Regions from separate parts of the Mus musculus genome. Here region 2 is linked to region 1. Evidence: chromatin contacts called from public Micro-C data. All regions are on one chromosome and are shown on one strand. The core of a region is the stretch at or near the end of the contact, and the rest is flanking DNA. Distances in the headings are between cores, read along the strand shown.

Region 1 (3,241 bases), core at 667-3,166:
TAATAATAATAATAATAATAATAATAATAATAAAGGATTCCAAGGATTTACTGGATAGGGAGTGTATCTGAATTAGTGAGATTCAGTGAGAGAACTTGTCTCAAAAAATAAGGAGAAAAATGATAGAGAAAGTTACCTGATACCAACCTCTGATCTCTACATATGTACGTGCATCCCTGCACACATCTGTACAAACCCAACCCTACACCATCACACAGCATATTTATAGTTGTTTTGAAAATAGACTATTATATTTTCCACTTTATTCTTAGGCTTCAAAGACAAAAGATCTAATTTTTGTTATGATAATAGTATGCTAATAGGAAAGTGACTTAATAATTCCAATTACTTTTTTTTTTTAAAATGATGGCAGTTTTAAATCTTTTTTCATAGCACAAGCTGTGGTTGAAAACAAAACCCAAAACATATAGGAAAGAGGTTTTGCAAGTCAACCTGGCCCTACCCTGCTGTCATTCCTCTTCAGTATGCATCATGCAGTAAATATACTCAATGGTAATGAACTGAAGGCTCGAAACACTAGATCATTACCAAGCTAAACCTAGGTTATATATGTTTAGTATACAAGTTTTATCAATAACACATTAATATTTCATTTTTTAGTTTACCAGGGGATTTCCAGTTAATTACTTTTAAGGAAGAGATTTTTCAAACCCAGTGGCACACATGTTTCATGACTGATGTGCTTTGGAACATAAAATTTGTCATTTTTTGGCTAAACTCTAATCCCTCAAGAGGTCAGTCCCAAGTTGCATTTGTGGCAGCCCCCTTCATCTCTGCTTGCCGCCAAGTCTTTATCTGAACTCTGACTCCCTGTCCTTTCTTCACTGTTGAGTCTTCAGTGTCTGTTTCTATTGTTTGGTTTATTTTGTTTCACTAATTTTAGCCTGATTATTGTGTCCACAGTTTCAAGAGAGTCATGTAATCACAAAGATCATGGTGTCTCTAATGACCAGAGAGTTCTTAGCAATTGGCAAACCAGGTCATTGGAGATCAGACATTGATTTTTGCATGACCCAATACATTCTGGCCAGATTTCCAAGAGCATGTGACACAAAACATGGTTCAGGCTATTTTATTTAGTATTAAGCGACTGTTTTGAGGGTTGGAGAGATAGCTGAGTCAGCCAAAGTGCTTGTTTCATATGCATGAGTTCTAACCCCAGTACACATGTGGAGAGGCAGGTGTAGTTGTATATGTTTGTAATCACAGCACAGGGAGGTGGAGATAGAGGGATCCCTAAGGCTCTCTGGGTGTTCAATCTGGTCTAATTAGCAAGCTCCAGGCCAAAGAGAAACCTTGTCTCAAAACAAAATAAACAAACAATAACAGCAACAAAAATAACAACAAAAAATGGATCTTAGTTTGTCTTCTGCCCTCTACATGCACATTAATATACATACAGACACAGACACACACACACAGTTACACACAAAAACACATACACACACATACAGTTATACACACACACACACAAACAAACACTTAAAAGGCACTTTCAAGGTATAATTTTCAAAATTATGCTACAGATATGCCATAGTCATTGAACATTTATTTTAGCCAAACCAGGATTAAAGCTATTACTACATATAAACATAAGCAGACAAAAAGTGAAAGGATACATCAATATACCAAATAAATCCCAAACTGGCATGGCTGGAAGACAAATTGTCTTCAGGTTCCCAGCCAAACTAAAGGTTAGAAGAACAGTGGCAGATTCCATATGCTTGAGGCGTATTTCTGAGATCCCATCTGTCATAATTACAGTATGTAATTTGGAATATATTTCATCGCCATCAAGTGGAGCCATGCTGTATTTAAAATGACCAGATAATATCACCACCACCAAGATTCTGGATCCCAGCCAGTTCTCTGGCATTTCAGCCATTCCCAGTGTAACCGAACACCACTGTGAACAGGATGTGGAAGCAGCTGTTGTTGTAGGAGGCAGGGCGGGGTAGCATTTGTATCCAGTGGGCAGAGGACCATATCATAACTGAACAGAGAAGCTAAAGCGTTGGAATCACGCCTTCAGCAAAACAATCTACCTGGAAGTGTACCGGTACAAGCTAAGGCTAACTTGCAAATTTAGTAGCTATTTCTCAGCAAACATTTCTGGGTTTGATGGAACAAGATTAGTTCATTTATTCAGGTATGCACTGTGTCACTTGTCCAATTTTGAACATACCTTTACATGTGATGTGCTTTTCAAGTCATCTTGTAGGTAATTGAAGAAAGAGCAACTCTTTCTTCTAGAAACAAAAATGATAAGGAAAACAAATAAGGGAAAGTTGGGTGATCAGCACACATTGTATGAAAAACATCTATTTTCAATGAGAGAAAGATAAAAGTATTGAAAAGAAAACATAGTCTCAAAAAGAGGCATAAGCGAGCTGAGTCATGAATAAAATTGCTACCCTAGAGTCAGGGAGGAATGGACTGGCATCTGGCATTGGCACCTCTAGGTGCTTAAATCAGAAGGTCTTTTTGAGACGTAATTTATTAAACAATGATAATACATGCGTTTCTTCTCTTCATCGGCTATTGAAATGGTTTCAGTCTTTTTAAATTAATTTTCTCCCTTCTACTGATCTCAGAAAAGCTTCTGACTTATTTGACAGTCTTCCTGATGTATTATTAGTAGGAGGGATGGGACAGGATGTGAACAATTAGAGGGCCAGAGAGAGGTTTAAAAACTAAAACTTGCATAGAAGCCTATTTTACAGGACTTTTGGTAAGGGGCACAGACATGATCTTGTAACAGGAGCTGATGAGAAAGAGGAGATTTTAGATATGATAATAGTTGGTAGGACTTCATTCCAGATTTTAAGTAAAACACATGAAGAACTTAGATGACTTAAAATTATTGCTTAGATTTCTGTGTTCTGGCTGCCTTGTTGATCCCACCCTGGACCCCAGGGACTCTGGCTCTATAAAAATGTTAACTTGTGCCTAATCCTTAACTTGATCCAACAGCTGGGCATGCCTCTTGTTGAGACTACAATGAAGAAAGAGAGCCTAAATAGTGACTTCGATGATAAATAGAGAATAACAGCACAAAAGAAGCTATGACTTGCTTCATTAATCATCATTGACTTTGTCCTTGGTGATAATGGCTTCTTTCCTGCTTTGTACGGTGAATTAAATAGTATAAAAGCCTTAATAGGTTAATTTCTAATTTCAGTTACCCCCCTTTTATTTTTCTCAACCATAAATTTTCTAA
Region 2 (3,050 bases), core at 108-2,607, 55 kb before region 1:
CCCCAAGAGATGACCCAGAGACTGAGATGAGAAAAGTACAGTCAGGGACAAAAGGTACAGAAATGAGGGGCAGGGGCGGCAGAGGCTCATGAATGAAGAGAACAAGCCCTTAGCAAACTCAAGTTACCTTTGAGCCTCTTCCAGTCTGGCTTTTTCAAAAGAACAAGGTTCATTTTGGAAATAAGTCACATATAAAGCTGCCAAGCACTGACAGAAAAAAAAATCAATGCTAGCAATGCCTGAAAAGCCAAGCACTAGGCAGACAGAAGCAGGAAGATGAGGAGATTAGAGCAAGCCTAGGATTATTATACATATTGAGTGTGAGACCAGCCTGAATGACGTGGTTGTGTTTACAAAACAAGAAACCAGTAGGGAAGCCTATCAAACGTCTACAGTTTTCTAAAGAGCAAGCGGGTGATTTCCTTAAAATCTGATCTCTCTCACTCATTTCTGGCTGAGAAAGTGTCCACGCTGTTCACAGCTCTAAGTGTCTTCCATTAATATGCAACTTGTCAAAGTTCGGCCTTCCGAGTTCACTAGGGTCCCTAGCCTGCCCTTCTATGTCTTTGCTCTGGAGAAATTCGGAATGTAATGAACTTTTAAGTCTGAATGCAGAACTCCAAGTTTCCACATCCAGGCTCGGGTGCAAACCTTCTGAAAATCACGCGAGTTTCCACTGCGGTGCAGTGTCGTCATCTCCATGCAGTACACAAACAACTGTGTTTGCTGTGCCCCGCGTGTTAACGGTACGGTGTGCCCGCCGCCTCCTTGTCACAGCCTGAAAAAAGTAGCGCGGAGGACCCGCCAGGCGATGCCCGAGGGAGGCCGGGGCTGCGCGGGGCCGTGGAGACGCGCCACTTACTCTGCACCTGCAGATCCATCTCGCGCATCTCCGTGAAGCGGTCCCGTAGGTCCATCGGAAGCTGCTCAATCACTGTCAAAGGCACAGTCCGTCAGAGGGCGGGGCCAACGGCGAAGGGACGCGCTGGCGTCACGCGTGTGTGCGTGCGTGCGTGCGTGCGTACGGGAGGGGGGGCGGCTCACAACGAGGCTGCCAGTTACCGTGAGAAAGAAACATCCCCCGCTCCCCCTCCCTCCCGCCATCCCGCCCGCCCGGCCACTCGCGCTCCCGCCCGCCGCCGATCCCGCCCGCCGCGTCGCCGGCGCCGCGCACTCACTTTCCAAATAGTCCTCTAGGTACAACATCGCGGCCCTGACTGTTGCGGGGACGAACGGGTCCAGGGGTTTATTTGTGTCACTCGCTGTCGCCGGAGTTTTGTCCCTTCCAATATGGCGCCTCCGCTAGCAGCACCCGCTCGACTCCGGCAAAGGAAAAAAAAAAAAAAAAAAGCAAAGGAAAAAAAAAAAGGCTCCACTTTGGCGCCTGACGGCGCTTGCCTCACTGCCGCCCGCCGTTGCTATTGGCTGTCTGCAGCGATGACGTCAACCGGCCGGTGCGGATCTCCGCGGTATTCTGGGAAATGTAGTCTTCTTTTTCCCCGAGCGTGGCCATTAGTGAGGGTGTCTCTTGGAGTGGCAACTACAGAAACCACACGCCTGCGCGAAACGGGCACGCCAGAATCCGAAATGCGGTGCCTCTGTTTATTTGTTGATTTCTTACATGGGGGATGACGGGAGTTGTATGCGCCTGCCTGACACAACTAGGAACAACTTTTCACCTGTTCTGGGCGGTGATTCTAAGCCCGCCGTTTGTGAGTCATGGATTTCTGGCTGTGCTAGGCAAATAGCAAAGATTCCAAACGCTAGAATAATCGGCTAAGTTCGGAAAATTCAGGTTGTTTAGAACAGAACTCGCTGCTGGAATTTATCTTCATTATTCACTCCTGATAAATAAATGGGACAAGTGATTGGTGTCCCTGCAACGTTAAGATAATTTATAGTGAGACTGGAGCGAATGTGCATTTCCCAAATTAAAAGACACCCAAAATAGTATTCAGTAGCCAGTTATGTTTTGCGGTGTATCTTGTGTTCATTGTAAAACAACTGTTCAAATGCATCCGCAATAAAGTAAATAAATAGATGAATAAATAACAACCAACCATAAATTATAGTGATTTAATGCATTGCTGGCATATACTAACAATGATTTAAATTTATGTTGGGTAAGTAGCTGGGTTAATGTTTATAGTTCTGGGCAGGCTTTTTTAATAACCCTAGCAAATGTTCACTGGTGGTATAACAAGTGTATCACCGCCCCGTTTCTATCTTAAAAATGCCTTTCATAAAAATTCGTACACTAAATGCTTCTGTGTTTTGGGGAAAATGATCCCTTCTTAGACTATCTGGTGGATTATAACACCACACACCTGTAATCCCCTAAGTGGGAGAATTGAGACAGGAGGATTAGGAGTGTGAGCTTTGGCAACATAGGCAATTAGAAGCCAACCCAGATTATGGAAGACCCTTTCTCATACAAAAGAAAATAAATCAGTATGACACATTTTATTCACTACTCAATATTTTTATGTTACAATTTTATTTACAATGACATACTTGTATTCTCTTTTGTCTTCTTTTAAAGCCATTTTCTTATTACTTGAATGTTAAATATATTTAGTCTACACCTGTTTAATTTAAATTTTGTACTAAAACTATTTATCTGTTTGTGCTCTTTGTTCAAAAGCAGCCACGTTTGTTTACAGTGCCTAATTTCATCTGTGTTGGGGTTTTTAACTCTGAATTCACTTTTCCAGGGTTATAAATATAGAGAAATTTCACTGCTGGAGTTAAAATCGAGTTTTGCTAGAGAATATTAGCATTTGACTCTGCAACTTTGCTGCAAGACACCATCAAACTTAGGGTCAAATTAAGTTATGTAGTTGAGGTTTATTCTATTGCACCGATAGATTGAATTGGAACCTGTAATGAAAATACTTCATTATATACTCTCAAGGGAGACTTTTTCTTCCTTATTGGCCTCTTAAGTCCAAGACAAGCATGTTTTCTTAGTGGCCTCTTATATGAAAAGAGTTTATTGCTCACCTACTCTTACATAGGGACTATTCCTCTTGGGATCCTGTCTTCTATTA

Evidence for each region. Hi-C and Micro-C count contacts between places; a contact is called where the count stands out from the background.
Region 2: a contact with region 1 is called in a Micro-C map of muscle stem cells, with 2.7 times the contacts expected there. The contact joins the promoter of Ing3 here to the enhancer-like site in region 1. A contact is called at or near these places in 4 of 484 Hi-C or Micro-C datasets (the C2C12 cell line, the G1E-ER4 cell line, liver and 1 more), 1 of 115 datasets of contacts at active chromatin or transcription factors (embryonic stem cells) and 2 of 9 other capture datasets (adipose tissue and pancreatic islet).

The regions. Positions count from the first base shown.
Region 1 is chr6:21,893,301-21,896,541 of GRCm38.p6, reverse strand. No RefSeq gene overlaps it. Among named protein-coding and RNA genes, the nearest start is that of Tspan12, 42 kb to the right of the region's middle. Within about 2 kb of position 1,916, at least 28 of the 459 cell types and tissues checked have an H3K27ac peak or open chromatin away from gene starts, as enhancers often do. A contact at or near this core is called in the C2C12 cell line, liver and muscle stem cells, where this site is marked.
Region 2 is chr6:21,947,922-21,950,971 of GRCm38.p6, reverse strand. It overlaps Ing3 (inhibitor of growth family, member 3), which reads right to left and starts at 1,357. Exons shown (of 12, transcript NM_023626.4): 1 at 1,179-1,357; 2 at 863-934. The coding sequence starts at 1,206.